Regions from separate parts of the Gossypium hirsutum genome. Here regions 2 and 3 are each linked to region 1. The links are chromatin contacts, called in public Hi-C maps. All regions are on one chromosome and are shown on one strand. The core of a region is the stretch at or near the end of the contact, and the rest is flanking DNA. Distances in the headings are between cores, read along the strand shown.

Region 1 (4,335 bases), core at 1,215-3,714:
GTCTACATCCAAACTGTCGTAAGACTCTATCTGTCTGGCGGGGCTCCACGGTTGCATAGTTGATCAACACCACTTTCACGTGCCAAGCGTTCGGATTTTGTAAAAACTCTTCCGGGATTACTGCCCGGACTGCCGGATCCTCGTATGGTGTCCATTGAAACTACATGAACATGATAGAAATATTACATATATACATAATACTAAATACTAAATATCAATCCACTAGCGAATGTATGGAAATATCTATTGGCAATAATACTTACTTCTGCTTCCGAGCGTTGCTCCAATAGAAGCCGTATATCTTCAAGTTCAGTCGGTATTCCACGATAACTTGCCGGATGGTTCCACCTAATTAAATAAATTTTTAGCATTCTTTTATTCTTACAAAATCTACATATCAATTTCAAAATGTAATATAAAATTTACCTCGTTACGAGTGGGAATGTATATGGGTGGTTCACTCGAGAACGTAGAAATGGAAAGCGAAACCGTGCCCATAATTGCAGTAGTGACAGGCAACCTCCGATTTTTGCTCTCCTTGGTTTGGTCGCCCCGCACATCTCCCGATATAATGTTGCCAAGACGGCAGACCCCCAACTAAATTCACCGGCTGCTCTAAAATCAACGAGTTTTAGCAGCCACCTTAGATGTACACGGCACCGTGATGTGTCGGCCATGAGATAGCCTCCAATTATTTGAAGAATGTATGATCGAGCATATCGGATTCTTTCAATCTCGGTTGAATTTTCATTCAGACCGGGGAAGGTAGCACGTAACCAGCCCATCTCCACCTTACCTCCTCCATTTTATCCTGAACGGCGCCCAAAAGCTTGTAGCACACCGCCTCCCAATTGCTAGATTGGGCAGACCCGGTCACTGGGTGCCCATCCACCGGCAATCCCAAATGCAGATGGACATCTTCTAGAGTGATAGTGCATTCTCCACATGGAAGATGAAATGTGTGCGTCTCAGGTCTCCACCTCTCGATCAACGCACTGATCAGTTTCAGCTCCAACTTGCATCCCCGGCCTACCGTCGCCACGTGCCAAAATCCCGCTTCCCGCAGGTAGTTCTCTACTAACGGTGATGGAGCATGCATATTCCGAATATTGCATTCCAATACCCGATCTTCAGCCTTTTATAACAAAAAATATATTAATAAATATCTAAAAATACATAAATAAAAATATCTTAAAAAAATTTAAAATTTAAATTTAATACTTACCATGTTCATTTGCTCCACCGATATGTGATTCCTATCAAGACGAATCAATGATCCGGCCATTGTTGAAAATATTAAAAATATTAAAATTATTTTAAAAAAATAAAAAATTTTAAAATTTTCTTAAAAAAATGAAATTTAATGGAAAAAGAAATTTAATATGGATTTGGAGATTTTTTGAAGGAAATTGAGAGGATTTTGGAAGGAATTTGAGAGTTTGAGAGAATTTTGGAAGGAAATTGATAGAAATTTTGAAGGGAATTGAGAGAAATTTTGAAAGGAATTGAGAGAATTTTTGAAAGAAATTGATATTGAATTTGTTTGTGAAAATAAAAGGGGTGGGGGGTTTATATAGTAAAAAAAAATTTGACCGTTGGGGGGGGGCAACAGTCAATTTTTTAACCGTTGGGCACTGTTCACGTGCGCGTCCACATCGCGTCCACGTCAGCGCGACCTTCTGCCCCGTCCCCTGACATCGCTCCGACGTGGCGCGATTTTGGGGGAAACGGCCCAGTCCGGTAAATAATTAAAAAATCGGCCTATTTCGATAATTTTATAAAAAATTTGGCTTTTTTTGGTAAATTTCTCAAATAATTACATATTCAATATAAATATTATATAAAATATTTTACAAGAGTTAAAATTATCCTTATTTCTAAAAATATTTTTGTCAAAATCAAAAGCTAGAAAATACTTTTTTTACTTTTGAGTTCAAAAGTACTTTTGAGAAGAAATGTCTATTCTTAAAAGCTTTTTGTCAAAATCAAAAGCTAGAAAATACTATTTTTACTTTTGGATTTAAAAATACTTTTGAGAAATAATGTTAAATTAAATCGTCCTCTTATATGCATTTAATTGGAGTTCCCCATATTTAAAAAATAAAACATGATTGATGGAATTGGAAGTTCAATCGCTGAATTAATGACTTAAAAACTTTCTTCATTTAATACAAAATTTTAGCCGCCATACTTCAAAAACAAAAACATAATCAATGGAATTGAAAGTTCAATCGTTGAATTAATTACATTAAAAACTTTTTTTCATTTAATACAAAATGTTGATCAGGACAATAGCAGGAAAATATCCATGGAGGAAATATAACAATAGACGATGACTGGCAGGGAGAAGAATATATTATATTTTTTATGACGTTAACACTAACTAATTTCTTTGTCTATATGAAAAAAGAAAAGAATAGAAAAAGAGTATAGATGATATGGATTGATGGGATGGAATACGGGTGGGTTGGGTTGTTTAGAAGAGAAGAGAAGAGAAGGGGCATAATGAAAATGGGCCGAGCTGAACATTGTAGCCGAAAGACAGCACGCACATGTTTGAATAGTAATATATATTAAACCCTGCTCCTGAAGTGAAGCGAGAAGAAAAGCCTCCCAGTAGTGGAGGAGACAGTGGAGAGACTCTGCAAAATTGCTGCCTTTTTCTCTTGCTGGCCTGCTGCTCCTATTACTACTATCACCCTCCTCTCCCGATTTCTCCCTTCAATTTCATGTAAATTAAATTACCCTTTGCACGTCTCCTTCAAACCCCGCTTTTCTCCGGTATTGCTTTTTCTTCTTTCTCTACCAAAACGCAACGTTCCTCCATTTATTCCTTCTTTCCTTACATTTTGATATTATTATTCTTAGAAAAAAACTTTTACTCCACTATAATCTATCTACACCTTCTCCACACATCATTGTTTGTTATATCTGAAATATTTGGTGTTTGTTTTGTTGTTGTTATGTCTCTGCCAGGGAGCTATATTTGTTTATTTATCAGTTTGAGATTGTTGTGGAGGGAATCGCCCTCCAATGTGCCTGATTAGATTTCAAAAGGATACATTGAATCGCATTTCTTGGATATTAGGGTTTTAATCTATACATTGAATCGCATTTCTTGGATTTTTTTTGTTTGAATTTCTTTTTTCATTATAACAAAAGCCTTCATTTTTTATTTATGATCCTTTTCGTCAGCTTTTATTATGTTCTTTTTATGGTTTTTTGTCTTGGGGAAAAAGTCGTGCTATGATATCAGTTGGTGAATAGCTGTGGCTAAACAAAGGATGATTATTCCATTTTTGAACAATTTCAGGGATGGCTTTAAAGAGAAAGCAGCTGTTTTGAACACAATAATAGCCATACTTTCTTCTTAAGACAAATATAGCATTACGCTAGAATGTCTTGCTTTGGTTTGTTGTTGTTATTGTGTACCTCCCCTGATTGACATGAATTGAAAAATGAGAAAATAAGGACCTTATAGCAAAGTCTATGATGGCGTTGGATTTCAGAGCACCCATTGTTTTATCACTGCAACTGAAGCCTCGAAATATCAAATTTCATTATATTTTTACTTATTTCTTGCGTTCACTACCTCATTAGAATTTCTTATTTTTACTTATTTCTTGCGTTCACTACCTCATTAGAATTTCTTACTCTGATCTTTATTTTAGTGGTGATTTTATAGGATATATCTCTAGTTACACTATTTATTACTTCATTTCTGTTGTGGTGAGATGGATTCCGGAGTAGTTTCCTATTACTATTTTGTGAGGCTTAATATTTAGCTTTATTATTTCTTTATTAGTAGGGCACCAAACTAACAAATGATATTGAATGTGGAGTTTACTAATCAATGGGAACTAGAATATTTCATTTTTTAGGTGGTGATCTGGTCTATAAATTCTTTGTATGTCCTGGATAGAGATTCTGGAGGATTCTTCATGTTGTCTACTAAAGTTTTTTGCAGCTATAGTTCCATGAACTTTATCGTTTGATCAGTTTGTGCTTTCAGCCAAAAATATTAGCACGAGGGCTTTAGAGGGTGTTTGCATTGATTAACTTCTAACCTGTTGCGTTTAACTGGTGTACTTTTGTGCTTGGGTAGGGTAGGGTAGCTCCTTGTTGCATTAAAATTGTTACATCTTTTTGTATGGTGATGATTGATCTGCCTTCTTAAGTGCAGTGGCTGGTTTTCTCATGGAGAGCTCTGATGATGAAAAGGATGGAATCTATGGAAATTTTGTGCCGAAAGAACTGGGCCATAATTTTGCATTGAATGGTACAAAGTTTGTAGATGAGGTCCTTAATGGACAGAGTGAGCGGTGTTTGGAAAAT
Region 2 (4,335 bases), core at 958-3,457, 340 kb before region 1:
ATTCCATAGTTTTCCACAATTTTACTTTTACAATACTTTATGCGTATTTCATCATCTCATAACACATTCGTTAAACTTTTAAAATAATTTCCTTATTCCCATATTAAATTGTTTCACACTTAAACTTTTGTACAATTTTCAATTTAGTCCCTATTGCCATGTAATTTATTTTTCACCTTATAAGCACTTTAATCAAATAATTCATTATAATATCTCATTTCACGTGACAAATTTTCATGCATATCACTTCTCTTATTTCAATTATAAATTTTACAAATTTTACAATTTAATCCTTAACATCATGAAGATTCATTATTTATTATAATTTCACCTTAACATCACTTTGTAATCAATTCACTACTTATCATAATCTCAAATTTATGTTTGTTTCATTAAAAACAACTTTTAAAAAATATTTTCAGGAAATTTTTCAAACAACAAAAAATATTTTACACAGATTCATCCAAACATAAAAAAATATTAGCTTTTCTAGAAAAGTAAGTCATTTTCCAGAAATTATTTTTCGGAAGTCATTTTCAGTGAAGCAAATGGAGTCTAAGACTTCAGACTGGGTTTCAATTTAATTCAATATAGAGTCGGATTAGATTTTTAAATAAAGAGTAAGTTTTTATTTTATTTATTTGGTTAAAATATAAAATTTTGACATTTAATCCACAGAAATTCAAATTATTTAAAAGCATATTTTGTTAAATTATTGTTAACTATAAATGAAGTTAAAATTTTTATTAAAATGCTAAAAGTGAAAATTGATTCTAAAAATAAAGGGAAAAAATTAAGACAAAATAATTGATAATACAAAAACCTCACTAATAATAATATCAATTAAAAACTAAGAACATATAAACCACAAACAAAATGTAATATAAGAGTAAAATATTTTTAATATAATAATAATTGAAATATGTTAAATTTGTTAAATAGGTAATTAATCAAAGTTAATTTATAATTGTTTTTTTTCATTTTTCGCTTTAATGAAAGTTAATCAAAGTTATTAAGAATGCAAATGAAGTTGATATTTTTATAGGCATAATAACTTATTTGGCTCTCTAATTTTAAAAAATATATATTTTAGTATTCCATTTAAAATTTTGCCTCTTTTAGCTTTTAAACTTATGTCATTTCTCAAATCACCTTAAAATAGATAGTAAAATTACATTTGTTAATTTTACTGACATGGTATTCACGTGTATTTCATGTTAGCAATTAATTAAATTTTTTAAATTTTAAAAACATTATAAAAAATTTTTAATTTTTTTAAAAATTAAATAATTACTAACATGACATACACGTGGATATCATGTCAATAAAATTAATAAACATAATTTTTCTATCTATTTTGAGGTGATTTGACAAATAGTATAAACTCTTGGACTAAAATATTTTTTTCATAAAATTAAAGGGCCGAATAAATTATTATACCCATTTTTCAGAATACCTACTTCTATCCCTAATCTTTAAGAACACCCTTTTAGTTACTGCAATTAACAACTTTGCCGAAATTATTTAAAAAAAACATGTGATAATAACACAATATTACCTGCCCGAAACAATATTTTTAAACAAAAAATAATTATTTTATTACCGAAAATCTCATCCAAACATTCCCATATCAATTATTTGCCAACAAAATCATTCTTCGTACAGAAAGAAAGCTTTGAATTTGATAAGGGGAAAAACTTTTCGCCACTTTATCCAAACAAAAAAAAACACCTTATAATCATAAAAATTTATATTTTTTATTTATTTAAAATTATCTTTAATTCTTATGTGTCCCAACCCAATCAAAGTCACATTTCTCTGCACCAACAATAATATTGATACTAATAAATTGAGAACCAATCAAGTATGTTTTACTAATTATAACATTCATCCATCTAAATTGGAATGAAAAATATTAATAATTCCGAATTAGTGAATATTTTAATTATAATTAATGGGTTGCAGCAGTTAAAGCGCCGAAGACTGAGGCTTCGTTTGGATGGGCGATTGACTGTGGTGCGGTGCGTTTAACTTACTTTTTATCTCACGCTACAGTATCGCTACAGTATCTAATCTCACCGCCACCGCTGTTTTCCAAACTCACCCTGAAGATGCATCAGTAGGAAAAGGCCAAAAACGAATGGCTTGTTGTTTGTACTAAAAACGTTCTAATTTACGTATTTAATAATAATAATAAAGGAAACCTAAGAAAGACAAAAAAGAACAGAAAAAAAAGGGAAACGGGGTTGACGAACCAGCTGCAGCCATCCTTACTGTAAAACAGCTAGGGTTTGCCTTACTCTATTCTTTCTCTCTCTTTCTTGTTCCTTTTTGGCACTCATCACTACCCACCCACTCTTTACCTATCAACACAGAAAAAATGCTCTCTCATTAACACTTTTTCTTTTCTTCTTGCAATGCCTCCAATCTAGGCCGAAAAGGGAGAAAAGAAAGCTGTTTCAGATCAGTATCCCACCCACATTATCCTATTATATTCCTATCCTTGTTCTCCTTGTCTTCGCCATCACCCAAAATGTTCACCCAGTTTTTTTTCATTGCCATTCTTTCTTCACTCCTACTGCAGGTGGCCAAACCAGATCTTGTCACCGACAGAGCTGCTCTTTTGAGCCTTCGTTCCTCAGTCGGAGGCAGAACCCTCTTATGGAACGTCTCGAACCAGAGTCCATGCTCGTGGGCTGGGGTTACGTGCGAGCGGAACCGCGTCACAGTGCTTAGACTACCTGGTGTTGCTCTCTCTGGCCAAATTCCGACTGGCATTTTCGGGAACTTGACTCAGCTGCGCACCCTCAGTCTACGTCTCAACTCGTTAACTGGACCACTCCCTTCGGATCTTGCTCTCTGTCAAAACCTCCGAAACCTTTACTTGCAGGGAAACCATTTTTCGGGTGAGATACCGGAGTTCCTTTTTGGTCTTCATGATTTAGTGAGGCTAAGTCTTTCTGGGAACAACTTTTCTGGGGAAGTCTCTGTTGGGTTCAACAATTTGACGAGGTTAAGAACTTTGCTTCTTGACAGCAACAGTCTTTCTGGGTCGGTACCTGAGTTGGGTTCTTTGCAAAACCTCGACCAATTTAATGTGTCAAATAATTTATTGAACGGCTCAATCCCCAAGGGGTTACAGAAATATGGGTTCGATGCTTTTCTGGGGAATTTGCTTTGTGGGAAACCGCTTGACAAGGCTTGCCCTGCCACTGCTACTGCTGCTCCTGGGAATACAAGTGAGCCCGCCAATCCAACGAATGAGAATAAACCGGAGAAAAAGAAGAAGAGCAAGTTGTCTGGGGGTGCAATTGCAGGTATTGTTATTGGATCTGTGCTGGGATTTCTTCTGATTGTTGTGATTTTAATGATTTTATGTAGAAAGAAGAGTAGCAAGAAATCGAGGTCAATTGACATCACTTCGCTTAAGAATCAAGAAATGGAGATTCCTGGGGAGAAATCAGGTGGGGAAATGGAGAATGGTGGATATGCGAATGGGAATGGGAATGGGTATTCAGTGGCAGCGGCGGCAGTAGCAGCAATGGTGGGTGGTGGAGCCAAAGCGGCCGAAAACAGTGGGACCGGAGCTAAGAAGTTGGTCTTCTTTGGGAATGCAACGCGAGTGTTTGACTTGGAGGATTTGTTGAGAGCTTCTGCAGAGGTTTTAGGTAAAGGCACGTTTGGAACAGCATATAAAGCAGTGTTGGAAGGTGGAAACGCAGTGGCTGTTAAGAGACTCAAGGATGTCACTATATCTGAGAGGGAATTTAAGGATAAGATCGAAGGGGTTGGAGCTATGGATCATCAGCATTTGGTCCCTCTCAGAGCTTACTATTTTAGTAGGGATGAGAAGCTTCTTGTTTATGATTACATGCCCATGGGAAGCTTATCTGCGCTTTTGCATGGTGAGAGCATTTCATCCTATTCTTGGATAATTTATTCTTGTTTTGCTTTTTTCAGATTTATGTTATCATTTCCATTCTTCATCATCTGTTGATGCTGGAGTGGAGATAGTCACGGTCACTCCTTTTTTTACTACCATTATTTGTTATCATCTGACTCTTAGTTTTGGATCCTTTTGAAGTTTATCATAATCTGTACTATTTTAATTGTAACACTATTTATTAAATGTCATCGCTGTATCTACCTGAAGATTCTTTTGGTATGTCTTCATCATCTCTGAGAGGATTATGGATTGATTCTCTTCTAAAAAAACTGATAAATTAGGAATGCTTAGAAGAGTGTAATTCTTCATTGGTATTTCATGGAAACATGAAAATCAATTTGAATGGGGTTGCATTGATCTTCTCATTCTGCCATTTACCTCTCTTGTTA
Region 3 (4,335 bases), core at 1,295-3,794, 280 kb before region 1:
CATAACTCTATCTACTACCAAAAGTATTTTCATATATGCTGATTTATATATCCTGAAACATAACATCTTTGCTAAGCATAGAGTTCATGTTTTCATGCATGAGGTTCAATTAAAAAGACAATTAATATAAAAAGTTATACAAATTATTCAGTTTTATCAGAGGGTCAATAACTGAGGTCAAAATTCTGATCTTTCAAGACCAGGTAATAAAAAATCGAGAGGAATGCTAGGAGCAATCACCCAAATACTCTACAGTTGAAAGGCACGTATCTCACATTTTAGACCTTAAACTAGTTACCGAAAATTCCAGTAAACTTCTCATTTGCTGCACACTAAAAGCCAAAGTTTGGTTTGGCTTGTATCTGTAAAAAGATTTTTGAAAAGACTAGAAAGTCCTCTATACACTACTAGACAAACGTTGTTAACAGGTTGTTATTTCGAGAGTATACCATGTTTTGGCACTATTTTGAACTTAATATACTTCATGGTAAGCGTCATCTCAATTAGTTTCAAAGTACAAGATAAATTAAAAAAAGAACTATTTAGTGCACCCATATAGTTTCTTTTAATACCTTTTGCTTAGCAAGATAAATTTTAATAAGATATAGATAGTTTTCTGGTACAAGTAGCTGGGGTTAAACCGAAGACCTGAATCCTCCTTAAGAAGGTAACAAATGTTATATCAGGATTGAGTTCTTAAGAACTAATAATATTATAGTGATATAGTAAAAATAAAATTTTAATTACTATAGGAAACAAGACAGTCCGTACCTACGCCACTTTGTTTCTTCATCTTCATCAGCAACTGAAATAATTGCTTTTCCAGGAAGGATCTTTTCACTCAATTGGTCAATAATAGCTGCATGTTCCACATGCACGTTGAGTCCATCATTGCAACTAATGAGCTTAAATAAAGTCAATAACTTAAACAGATTGTTAGGTCTTTAGGGATAATATAAAATAACCAATGAGAACTTAAACTATAAACAGTTTTGACAACAAGAACCTGATGAGTCCACCAGCTGTTGACCATCAACCATCAGAATAGGCACCTTCTTGTAATCAGACCACTTGATCTCTTTCTTACTAATGGGATTGACTTCCACCACCTTGTATGGTATATCATAGTAGTCCAAGAATGCTGAGAGACGATAAACATTATAGGAATCATGAAGTTACTAAGATTTTAATTAGTTGTCTTGTTACTGAGAATGTGCTTGGTTGAGTAGAAAAATGGAAGAACAGAAAGAATGGGTGGAAAAATGAGAAGAAAGTAAATTCTGAGTGTACTTGATAGGAAAGAGATAACTGGGAAGAAAGAAAACAAGAGAGAACCATTTTCAATCTTAATGCTTAAAAACAATTATTCCAATTCGGAATGATAAGAGGAGAGAAAATGAGAAAGGGATGTATGTTAGTTCAAAATTATGCATTTTTCAGAAGCTTTATTTTCTTCTCATTTTTTAACTCTATCAAGCAATGAAGGGAAAAAACTTACTTTTTCTTTCAATTTTTCCATCTTTTGTACCAAGAAAATCAATGAAAGGAAATATATATCATCTATCTTTTTATTTTTCTACTCCGTCAATCTTCCACCTTTCCAATTTTCTTTTCACACTATTAAGCAAAGCCTTATGTTTTGTCTTTCAACTTCCTAAAGTTGCTAAGAAAAATGCAAATTCTAGAAAGAAAAGTGTAGCTGACTAAAAAGGAAAAAGTGATTAGAATGCAAAACAGATTCTAATATAATTGTTTCATCAAAGAAAAATAATGCATTTGTTATGTTTTAAGTTTTCAGTTCTTCAAAAGAATCCTTCTCTCCATCACCATGGTAGTTACCAAAACATGTCTGATTTAAAAATGTAATATATAGCGAATAGTTAAAATGTTAGCATATTATCGTTTCCTTTAGAACTCACTAAAACTAACTATTTAATCATTCAAAACAGGTGAGAATTACTTATCCAAATAATTTTTTGGATTTACTTTTTGCTTAAAAATGAAGTTCTGAGTTCAAATTTGATTGGTTCTGTCAATTTTATTTGGTACGAATGCAACGGAAAGAAGAAAAACGAATACATACTACCTTTAACTTTATTACAAAATGGGCAGGCCTCATACTGATAAAGAACAACGTCCTTTGGGATGATTTCAGCTGGTGGCGGCTCCTTGGCGTAGACCGAAGCAGCAGTGGCCACAGAGGCGACAACGCCGACAAGGCCGAGAGAGACGGCTTGACCAGAGCTTTTCGAAAAGGAATTGAGAAGCGGAGAGAACCAATGGCGGCGAGAATTGGAATTGTCGGTTCTGCTGCTGCTAAAGAGCGCCACCCGGAGGAGACGAGGGTGAAGGTTGACTGTTCCTCCGTCGTGAACGGTGGAGAGGGTCCTAGAAAGGATGGAGGAGGTGAAGGAGGCCCTTCTCATTGGCGATCCTATAGCAGAGGGCAGATCTCGGCGCTTTGTGATTTGTTGAGGAAAGTTTCCCCCAAAATAAATGTGAGGGGTTTATGGCTTTGTGCATTTGGAAATAGGGGGTTTTGGTCATTGTTGAATCAGATAAAGGGTAAAAATGTAAAGGGCAAACGCTATAGTTCTTTTTTAATTATTTTTTAGTGAAGTTTTTTTAGGGTAAAAATATAAAAGGCTTTTTTTAATAAATGTTTTTAGTTAAGATTTTTTTATTACCACCATTGTCCATGTTGTTTGGGTCGGAATGACAGAGTGACCGTTTGTTTGCCAGTAAAATGTTTTTCGGAAAATGATTTTTGGAAAATGATTTACTTTTCTGGAAAATGATTTACTGAAAATATTTTCTGGTGTTTAGATGAACCTGTGTAAAATATTTTCTGTTGTTTGGCAAATTTCCTGAAAATATTTTCTGGAAAAGTTGTTTTTACATATATTAATATGCATATTAATAAATTTATATTTTAAATTGTTTTTACATATGTTGCAATGATTTATTTATAAATAAATAAATCAAATTAAATATATAATAATATTCAATTATTAAGCTATTTTATATAAACCGTTATAAATTAAAAACAACCAAAGTCAAATAAATTATTTGTAATTGTGTTATAAAAAAATAAAAAACAAGGATTGAATAATTATAAATTAGCTTCCAAACCACAATTAATATTAGAAATTAATAATATTATCCAAATGCATAATTAGTAGTACACCATATAATAACAACATTGTTCAAGTGCATAACTAATATTACACCACATTAAAAAGTATCAATATCTTCAACCTTAAGAAAATTTTTGAAGCCAAATTTTTTTATGCTTCTTACTGTGCATGATTCTGAAAGATGATAACCAATTAAAGGGTACATATAGCCTTCATTGACAGTTTTCTTAAAATATTATTGCATCATGTTTGCACATCAAAGAAAGGTTAATTTGAGATATTATTAGCAATATTCACCTTCTAGCCTTGTAATGCATCAGAACATGCAGGACAATAATGAAGTTTTCTTCAGGAAACCAATGGCATCTAACTTACCGAGTTAAGAAACTATCACAAGCATGCATTTTACAATGCAATGTCACAATATTGAAGTCTTCAACAGGCACCCTTAAAGCAAAGAAAGGTTATATAAGTACTGTTCTGCTGAAAAAGGTCACTAATGGCACAAGCTGAATCCTCAGTATGTGAGGCATTTAAATGTTTTAATGTTTATTCTTTATCAAAAGGGACACAAAAGCCCGTAGACCATTGTTTAACCCATGGTGAACTAAAACATGGACTATATAGGCATTGAAGACATAAGTGCCCTAATCGCATAAAATGTTTTTAGTGAGGAATCAACACCTATGCATTCTTTCAGAAGTTTAAACACAATCCTGAAGCCACTTCCAAACCCTTTTTGTCTATTTCAGGCTTCATCTACATGCACAACAGAGATATACATTTTCCAGGAGAAAAAACATCCATCATTTCATATCTGAATACACTTGTTTGGTACAAAATTGCTGAAATGAAAATTCTACAAACCTCAGTAAGAGAGATTTCAGATGTAATTTTTCAACAGACTAAGAGGGCAACTAGGGAATGCAAAGAAAGACAGTAGTAGAGTAGCAACTACATCATGGCTAAAGATCCAGAGCAGCGTGTTGCGCACATGCCTCCTATTGTTGCACCAGGCCCTGCAGGTCAACATGGTTTAAGATGATAATGTTACACTCAAGCCAATAAATAATATATAATATAATATATATGCTGCTTTCATCAAGGAGTGTAGCTGAATGTTGCAATAAGTTATTTTTCATTAAGAAAATGATATGTTGCAAGGATAACTCTAACAAACTGACCTGGATCAACAGGG

Evidence for each region. Hi-C and Micro-C count contacts between places; a contact is called where the count stands out from the background.
Region 2: a Hi-C map of leaf shows a contact between it and region 1, with 2.3 times the contacts expected there. The contact joins the promoter of LOC107910157 here to the promoter of LOC107908491 in region 1. A contact is called at or near these places in 2 of 34 Hi-C or Micro-C datasets (both in leaf).
Region 3: a Hi-C map of leaf shows a contact between it and region 1, with 2.6 times the contacts expected there. The contact joins the promoter of LOC107910679 here to the promoter of LOC107908491 in region 1. A contact is called at or near these places in 2 of 34 Hi-C or Micro-C datasets (both in leaf).

What each region holds. Positions count from the first base shown.
Region 1 is chrD02:42,462,906-42,467,240 of Gossypium_hirsutum_v2.1, forward strand. LOC107908491 reads left to right here and starts at 2,465. Exons shown (of 4, transcript XM_016835668.2): 1 at 2,465-2,781; 2 at 4,184-4,335. The coding sequence starts at 4,198.
Region 2 is chrD02:42,123,380-42,127,714 of Gossypium_hirsutum_v2.1, forward strand. It overlaps LOC107910157 (probable inactive receptor kinase At1g48480), which reads left to right and starts at 2,208. Exons shown (of 2, transcript XM_016837930.2): 1 at 2,208-3,905. The coding sequence starts at 2,534.
Region 3 is chrD02:42,179,692-42,184,026 of Gossypium_hirsutum_v2.1, forward strand. LOC107910679 (prostaglandin E synthase 2) reads right to left here and starts at 2,545. Exons shown (of 6, transcript XM_016838629.2): 1 at 2,087-2,545; 2 at 1,007-1,141; 3 at 772-859. The coding sequence starts at 2,426. LOC107908390 (a long non-coding RNA gene) reads right to left here. Exons shown (of 3, transcript XR_001687007.2): 2 at 4,322-4,335; 3 at 3,921-4,156.